3 separate regions of the Mus musculus genome follow, and all the other regions are linked to region 3. The links are chromatin contacts, called in public HiCAR-type and promoter capture Hi-C maps. All regions are on one chromosome and are shown on one strand. Each heading gives the region's core, a stretch centred on a gene start, on an enhancer-like site or on the middle of the called end of the contact. The rest is flanking DNA. Distances are from core to core; before and after follow the strand shown. Region 1 holds the start of Hexa (hexosaminidase A). Region 2 holds the start of Cib2 (calcium and integrin binding family member 2). Region 3 holds the start of Snx33 (sorting nexin 33).

The links. Promoter capture Hi-C pulls out the DNA fragments that hold promoters and counts their contacts. HiCAR-type assays count read pairs that join an accessible place to other places.
Region 1: a contact with region 3 is called in a promoter capture Hi-C map of pre-B cells, with 2.5 times the contacts expected there. The contact joins the promoter of Hexa here to the promoter of Snx33 in region 3.
Region 2: a contact with region 3 is called in a HiCAR-type map of astrocytes, with 4 times the contacts expected there. The contact joins the promoter of Cib2 here to the promoter of Snx33 in region 3. A contact is called at or near these places in 1 of 39 promoter capture datasets (hippocampal neurons) and 1 of 115 datasets of contacts at active chromatin or transcription factors (astrocytes).

The regions. Positions count from the first base shown.
Region 1 is chr9:59,538,200-59,540,899 of GRCm38.p6, forward strand. It overlaps Hexa (hexosaminidase A), which reads left to right and starts at 1,341. Exons shown (of 14, transcript NM_010421.5): 1 at 1,341-1,777. The coding sequence starts at 1,525. It also overlaps a transcript of Tmem202 not described here.
Region 2 is chr9:54,558,921-54,561,620 of GRCm38.p6, forward strand. It overlaps Cib2 (calcium and integrin binding family member 2), which reads right to left and starts at 1,270. Exons shown (of 6, transcript NM_019686.6): 1 at 1,048-1,270. The coding sequence starts at 1,098.
Region 3 is chr9:56,927,068-56,929,767 of GRCm38.p6, forward strand. It overlaps Snx33 (sorting nexin 33), which reads right to left and starts at 1,304. Exons shown (of 2, transcript NM_175483.5): 1 at 1-1,304.

The DNA.
Region 1 (2,700 bases), core at 91-2,590, 2.6 Mb after region 3:
CAAGAATGGATTGAGTCACCAGTTCATCATCTATTCTATAATCACAGTGTACTTGGTGAAATCCTCTGGTACTCGGGTCTCTGCAACCACCATGGCTGGCAGAGCCGTGATCTGCGGGAATCAAGAAGGTAGTTCAGTTCAACATGACTAAGGAGGAAGGACACACAACATCGCACACAAGCAACACGTATGCCCACATGTTAGCATACACACATGTACTTCCACACACTTAACATGCTGCCCCAAACACAGAGTCCAGAGGCTGGGGGTGTGCTTAGGTTGTAGTACAGACAGTAGAGCATTTGTCTTCCTATCATGCACGAGCCCTGGTTTCAGACCCCATGACTGTGTATCAGGTGTACTAGGCATAATCTACCTGTAAACCTAGCACCCAGGAGATGGACGCTAGAGAGTTTGAAGTTCAAGGTCATCCTCAGCTGTACAGCAGCCAGCCTGGGCTTCATGAGACTCCTAAAGCTTTGTTTTTAAAAGATGACTGCAAGGGCTGGTGAGATGGCTCAGTGGGTAAGAGCACCCGACTGCTCTTCCGAAGGTCCGGAGTTCAAATCCCAGCAACCACATGGTGGCTCACAACCATCCGTAACGCCCTCTTCTGGAGTGTCTGAAGACAGCTACAGTGTACTTACATATAATAAATAAATAAATCTTTAAAAAAAAAGAAAAAAAAAAGATCACTGCAAGCCTTAAGACTATGGTTATGGAAATTGCCATGTTCTGGGATACCAAGTCTAGCACAATTAATGAGCAAAGTGGAAGTTCTCTCTCTTTTCTTCCACTGTTCCTCCTGCTCACTTCAGGGTTGAAGATTGAACCTGCGTTCTCAATCATGCTAATAAAGTTATCTAGCACTGAGCTTCACCTCTAGCTAAGAGAAATTTTCATAAATTCTTCTCAGTTATAGAAGTAAACATGGCTTCTGCACTTACAACAGCAGTCTTTCTGGCTTGACCTACTGAACACTCGGGTTACAGGCTTTTGCTAACACACCGGGTTCTGGCACTCACTAGATAGCCCGCACTGGCCATAGACTTACAGGAATCCTCCTGCCTTTCCCTCACTAATTCTGGTATCACAACTAGGAATCACCACAAACAATTTTTCAACACTTTGGGACGTCTTTCAATTGCTCCATGTTGAGACCCCTGGGGCTGATTACTTAAAGACTGCTCAAGTGCGCTTTCACACAGTTGACACTGCAAATTGGATTCTCATTTTCCTTCTTCCCGTATCCTCCGGGCTAGTTCTCCATGCCCTGGGGCGGTGCCTGTCCCTCCCAGCCCATCCCTTGGGTTTGGGTTACAGAGGCTTGGCCAGGGCGGGGATCGATCCTTCACCGCCCACCCGGTCGGGAGCTGCAGAATCCTTTGCTTACGGATCTCTGAGATCGAGCCCGCCTTGCTTCCCTCCCGTTCACGTGACCCTCCGATTGTCACGCGGGCGCCGCTCAGCTGACCGGGGCTCACGTGGGCTCAGCCTGCTGGAAGGGGAGCTGGCCGGTGGGCCATGGCCGGCTGCAGGCTCTGGGTTTCGCTGCTGCTGGCGGCGGCGTTGGCTTGCTTGGCCACGGCACTGTGGCCGTGGCCCCAGTACATCCAAACCTACCACCGGCGCTACACCCTGTACCCCAACAACTTCCAGTTCCGGTACCATGTCAGTTCGGCCGCGCAGGCGGGCTGCGTCGTCCTCGACGAGGCCTTTCGACGCTACCGTAACCTGCTCTTCGGTTCCGGCTCTTGGCCCCGACCCAGCTTCTCAAGTGAGTCACTGCCCGGTTCTTCCCTCCGAAGGAGCCGCCTTCCGTGCGTGGGTCAGCCCCGGCCCGGCTCCCAGACACCCTCCCGTTGGCCTCTGCACAGCCCAGTCAGTCACCTCCCACGCGTTTCTCCCCTTGCTTTCTCTATCCAGCTAGCTGGCCTCCCCAGCCCAGCCCCTATCCCGAGCACCCCTTCATTGATGTGACTTCTTGGGGTCTCAGTTTATCCCTAATCCTCCTTTTGAGAACTGCATTTAGGTTTTCTTTCTTTCTTTCTTTCTTTCTTTCTTTCTTTCTTTCTTTCTTAAGAAATGCCTACTGTAGGGCCACAGTTCAATCAGGCTGTTAGAATATTGACAATATGTTGGCAATAGACATTTAAAATGATCCTTTATAGAACATGCTCAAGTGGCATAGGGTCCCTGTGAGGCAGTGACCAGGGCTGCAGAACTGAGCCCAGCATGTGTCTGGCACATAACTTGGTTAGTAAAAGTGTGAGAGGAATCAGAACACAAGGCAGAGAGCTTCCGGAGACATAGGCAGACGATTCCAAATCATCTGTTGAAAGTGAAGACCCTGTCATCCCGCAAGGCATCTCCATCATCCTTACTGTTTCCAAAGATCCTCAAAAGAGAAGATGAGCTGCAGGTTTTCGGATTTGGCGTAGACTCTGGTTTGGAGGAAGCTGGAGGAGCAGGGATCTTATAGTCTCAACCCAGACCCCTTCTGTCACAGAGTTGGAAATGGAAAATGCATCTTGAAATAGAGGAGAGACACAGCTAAGGTCAGGCAGCTGGGCTGGGAAGGATTAACCATCAAACCTCTATTCTCTCAGTTGGTAAAGTGCAATGCAACGAGGCTTGAATACCCTGCTGCATCTCATAAGAGCTGTCTCGACGGCACACAGACTTGGGGATGGGGGTGGG
Region 2 (2,700 bases), core at 20-2,519, 2.4 Mb before region 3:
AGGGTCTAGCTGGGCCCTGGCAAAGGATCAGAACTCAACACTGGACTGGGTCTGACCCAATGCCGGGCTGGTCCTAATGGGGATGCAGGCTCCCCACTCTCCCCAGACCACTCTTCTCTCCTGGGTTTGGGCTATTTTGCCTGCATCTACCTCCACTTAAAACGCCTCCTTCCAGAACTTTCTGGCAGAAAAAAAAATCCTGACTTCCCAAGTCCTCATGCAAGCTCTGCACTCTTTCTGAACCTTCTAGTCAAACCAAGAGCTATTGACCTCCCCTGTCCACTAGAGCTCTTCTCAATACATATCCTATCACTTGGGTCACACTGGAGGTAACCGCTCCACGCTAACTGAATATTCACAAAAGTTGCACACATCTAAGATAGGAATACATATGACATAACACTCCTAACCTATTAGGCGATAAAAAGAAGACTCCACAGCTGTTGTTCCCTGAAAGTCCGGAGACATTACATGGTGAGCTAAAGCAACTGAGCAAGACTCTGGGCCAGCCCGGAGATAAGGTTCCCTCGCATACCTACAGAAAAGTTTTCACATGGCTGGGGGCTGTGAGATCATTGATATGGACAGCTAGCTCTGAACTTGGAAGAATCCGGGGTGAAAGGGCTACTAGGATCACAAAATAGGTTAAGAGATGTGGGTACGTAGTTATATAAACAACACACCCCAACCTGTAACCTGCATTTGGGGCCTCTTGTCCTCCCCCTACACCAAGCCCTTTCTGGGATGAGGGTCATGCCCAGTGGGCTGGAAGAAATGACTGGGGTCTAGCTTGGGAGGGCAGAAAGAAGGTCAATAAGGAAGAGAAGACGGGGTGGGTGAGGCGCATCTGACAGAATACTCTAACTGGAATGTTCTAACATTCCCGGGCCTGGGAAACTGAGGCTCGTCAAGGGGAAGTCATCCACCTAAGGCGACGCTGCGCGCTGAAGGTAGCGGCAGGGTTTGAACCTCTGTGAGTCCGCTTTTGCGAGGCCTGGGAAAAGGACAAAAAGGAGGACTACAGGGGCCGCGGCGCGCCGGCTTCACCTGGTAGTTGTCCAGCTGCTCTTCAGTGAAGATGGTCTGCTTGTTCCCCATGGTGACCGCGATGGTATGGGTGGCCGCGGCGTCGTCTCTCGCCCTTTCGAGTGCTGCTTCCCATCGGCGGCGTCTGGAGCCCCGAGCCCGGTGCCCGCGGCCCTTGCCAGCCCGGGAGCGGGCAGCGTCGCCAGCCTAGCCTGGCCCGCTCCGCTGGGTCCCGCAGTTCAGTGGGAGGGGTGCAGGGGCTGGGAGGCAAAGGCGGGGCCGGGGGCGGGGCGGGCCTAGGCGGGGGCGGGGGCCGGATTGGGGCGGAGGCGCAGCCTGGTGGAAGGAGGCGGGGCCCGAGAGGTGACTTCTCCCTGGAGACAGAGGCCTGCTCAGTCTATGCTGCTGCAGCACACTGAGGTGGCCAAGCGGTGGCCTCATAGGGCCGCCTGACTACTGGACACTGAGTGCGCCTCCCGTTCCAACCAGCACACTGACTGGCACCCCGGGTCGGTCCTGGCGATTGTGAGCCTGAAAATCCCATGGATTAGTGTGGTAGAACAGGCACAATCCTCCGGCCTCTGATCCTAGACTGAGAATAGGTGTGTTGTTGAGCTTGCGGGATTACCCAAGTCAGGTCCATCCTCAAAAAGCCGACATACACGCAGTCAAACACTCAAATCATAAAATAACTTTTTAAAAAAGGAAACAGACGAAGCAAACTCTACCTCAGCAGAGGAATGGGCTCTGGTAACAATAGGTTACACTACTCAGTTGGTTCAAGACCTTAAGGAAAGTAACTAGATCACTCCCTACATCCACTCTGCTAAGTGAGGCCTTCACGAAATTTAATAATGCAGGCAGGGTAGAGGAGGTTAACCAATACCCTCCTAAACGATTGGCTATCTTCAGCCGCCCCATCAAGGTGACCGCTAGGAAAAGCCCTCCAGACACACGGAAGTTCAGGAGTCCTGGCAACTCTGGGACCTATCAGTGGCCCACAAGGAAGGCTACTAGCAATGGAGTTGTCCTTACTGTCTATTCTTGGGACAGCTGGGCTGCATGAAACCTGAGTCAAAGGCTCCTGGTGGCTCCGCTGGGAGGCAAGTCCATCATGGGCTGCCAAAACTGAGATTAGCTACATGAGTATGGTCTCCTGTAATCCCAGCCCTCGAGACAGAGGCAGGAAGATCAGAAGTTCAGGGTTATCCTTAGCTGATTCAGGCCAACTTGTAGTACATGAGACTATATCTCAGAAAACAGAATATAGTAACTAAAAGCAATTTAGCTGAGAAATAGTGTAGTGGCAGAGAGCTAGCCTAACATTCATGAGGCCCTGGGTTCAGTCCCTAGCACCACCAAAAAAAAAAACAAACAAAAGCGACATACCAGTATTGTCCAGTTTTGCCTGGCTTACATCACTTTGGGGCCGTGTTGTTCTACTCTTTTTTTTTTTTTTTTTTTTTTAATGAGTACACCATTGCTCTCTTCAGACACACCAGAAGAGGGCATCAGATCCCATTACAGATGGTTGTGAGACACCATGTGGTTTCTAGGAATTGAACTCAGAACCTCTGGAAGAGTAGTCAGTGCTCTTAACTGCTGAGCCATCACTCCAGCCCTCTTTTTTTTTTAAGATTTATTTATTAATTTATTTTATGTATATGAGTACAC
Region 3 (2,700 bases), core at 54-2,553:
GAAAGGAGCGGGTCTCTCCCTCCTCACACACCAAGCAGAAAAGTCAAATGACTTGAAGAAAGCAGCTCTGCTAGAACCAGAACGAGACACACACTTTCCACTAAAACAGTGTTGTACAACAGAAGAGATTTACCCTCAGACCACGGTCCCAGGAACGCAGGCAAGGTTCTGCCTCCTCTGGCTCTCCGTTCTTACTGGCTCCGGCTTTGGGAGGCTCTCACATTCTTCTGGAGATCTGCTCCTTCCTCCTTCCTCTCTCCTCCCGGGCCACCGCGTCTTCAAGAATCCAGAAAATTCAAGAGGGGCAAAGAGAATAACAGCAGAGTCCTGAACCAATTCCAAGGGTGGATGTGTCCGGCCTCCAAAAGAGCCAGGCCAGGAAAACAAGGGCCAAAGCTTGCACAACCGGCTGAAAACTACTCGACCCAGGGGGTGCGACCCCGTCTCGCTAGCTCTGGTGCCCTCTTCCCGCCCTGCAAATGGCCAGCCCCCGCCCCCAGATAACAAGGGGGGGCGCGACAAGCAGCGCAAAGAACTTCTGGCCTCTTTCACTCAGTGCCTCTTTTGTTTGCCTAATTCCTCGGCAGTTTCAGAGTATGAAGCTGACCCGGATCAGAGTCTCAGAACCCCTGTCCAGAAGTAACGCTAGGAGAAACCTCCACCATCACCACCCCCCGCCCCTGATGTGCCCCGGAACACTCAACAGCAGTCAGTAGATAGAGCTCTGTCGAACAGATGGCGTAGTCGGGTGTTTGTCAGTCCGTCCGTAGGTTCGTTCTCCGCGATGCCCTCTGGATCCGACCCGAGAGGGACTAGCTGAGCCCCAGCTTCTTGCCTCTTTGCCCCTCACTCGCAGCCCTTCAGCGCTGCCAGCAGGAAGCCAAGTCCAAAACAAACATTCACCCTCCCTTCAAAAAACTAAAAAGAAAAAGAAAAAAGAAAAAGAAAGAAAGAAAAGAGAAGGGGGGAGGAGTCCAGGAGATGGCGTTCCGAGGAAGGAGGCTAAAGCAGTAGGGGAGGTGAGGGGTGGAGAGAGAGGGAGGGAGGTATGAGGGAGGGAAAGCAGGCTACGGAATTCAACAAACTCTACCGCACTTCCGTGCGTCCTGGCCGGTCAGGGACCGCACAGCTCCGCCCTCCCGCGGCCAGGGTGCCACCGCCGGCCTTCCGCTCACTTTCCTTCTGGCGGGCGCCCTCCCTCTCTCCGGTTCAGTCCCGGTGGCCGGGATCCAGGAAATGGACCCGGGAGTCGGGGAGCTGCGAGCTTTCAGCAGCCCAGTTGCCGGCGCCCAGAGCCGCTTCTCGCTCGGATTGGATCGCCGCGTGGGGGAGCTCGCCAGCCGCCTTCGAGCTTCGCCTCCTGGACTTGGTCATCCATCTGCCTTTTCCGTGACGCAAGTGCAGGAAAACTCCGAAAGTTTGCGGAGCGCAGTGGCAAGGAGGGAGCTATAAAGGCTAGGAGAACCGCCTCGGCTGCAGGGGAGCAGAGCTGCGGACTCCCTTTTCCCAACCTCCTTTCCCGCCACGCGTACTTCGATCTGTCTAGGGGCTAACACAGCTCCCGGGTTGTTCTCAGATGGTGTAGGCAGCAAATTGTGACCCTGGTATCCCGCAGGTGATAACCGATGCTGTAAGCAAGATAGGGAGAGGAGCCCTCCTGCCTTCCGCAGCTCCCAGAGTGTGGGGGTGGGGTGCCAAAGACCATGTAACTTCTTCAGTGACAAGTTGCAAGTTTAGGCACAGGCGGGTTCTGGGTTGCTTTGTCCTTTCGCGGGAGCCAGATCTTCCTTCCAGGCCAGCAGCAAATAGCAAGGAGAGAGGAGTGGTCTGGTAAATAGCCTTTAGGCTTCCAGGATTCGACCCTCCACATTAGGCAAAACTAGGTGTACTAAAGACAGGAGTTGTGCTGAACTCTGGAGCGAATATAACAGCTGGATTGCTGCTGTGGTTTTTAATTCACACTGTCTGTCCCATCATTAAGTTTATATTCCAAACAACAAATTAACCGAAACTAAGATTATCGTCTGGAAGGTCATAAGTATCTTCACAGAGAAGCAAGATGTTCCAGCCTAGTGTGGCCAGTGTCGTGCAAAATGCTTGGGAAGGCACTGATCCCAGCCTAAGTGGAACACATATCAAGAACCTTCCAAGCCGTGGTCACCCATTCCTTCAGTCCCAGCACTAACAGAGACAGGCAGATCTCATGAGTTTGAGGCCAGCCTGGTCTACAAAATGAGTTCCAGAAAGCTAGGGATACATAGAAAACCCCTGCCTCTCTGTCTTGTCTCTGTCTGTCTCTCTTTGTTTTTCTCTCTCTGTCACACACACACACACACACACACACACACACACACACACACACACGCACGCACACACACACACCTCCTCTTCCTCTTGGAGCCCTAGAGCCTTATTTACCCAATCTTGCTAGGGCTTCCTACCTCCAGGTTACTATTGTTCTTACTTATTGCTGATTAACTGGTATAAAGTAGTGCTGCTGAAGGTTGGGACATTTGGCTGTTTTGAGGGTCATGACTCCTAGACCTCTGACTCCAAAACTCATAAACTTTGACTCCCTATGAAGGATAACAGCTGGTCGTGATGACACACACGGGAGACTGAGTGAGTGCCAGGCCAGCCTGTGCCACATCTAGCAAGATCTTACCAAAAGTTAACCAAACAAACCGGGAGCTGAAACAG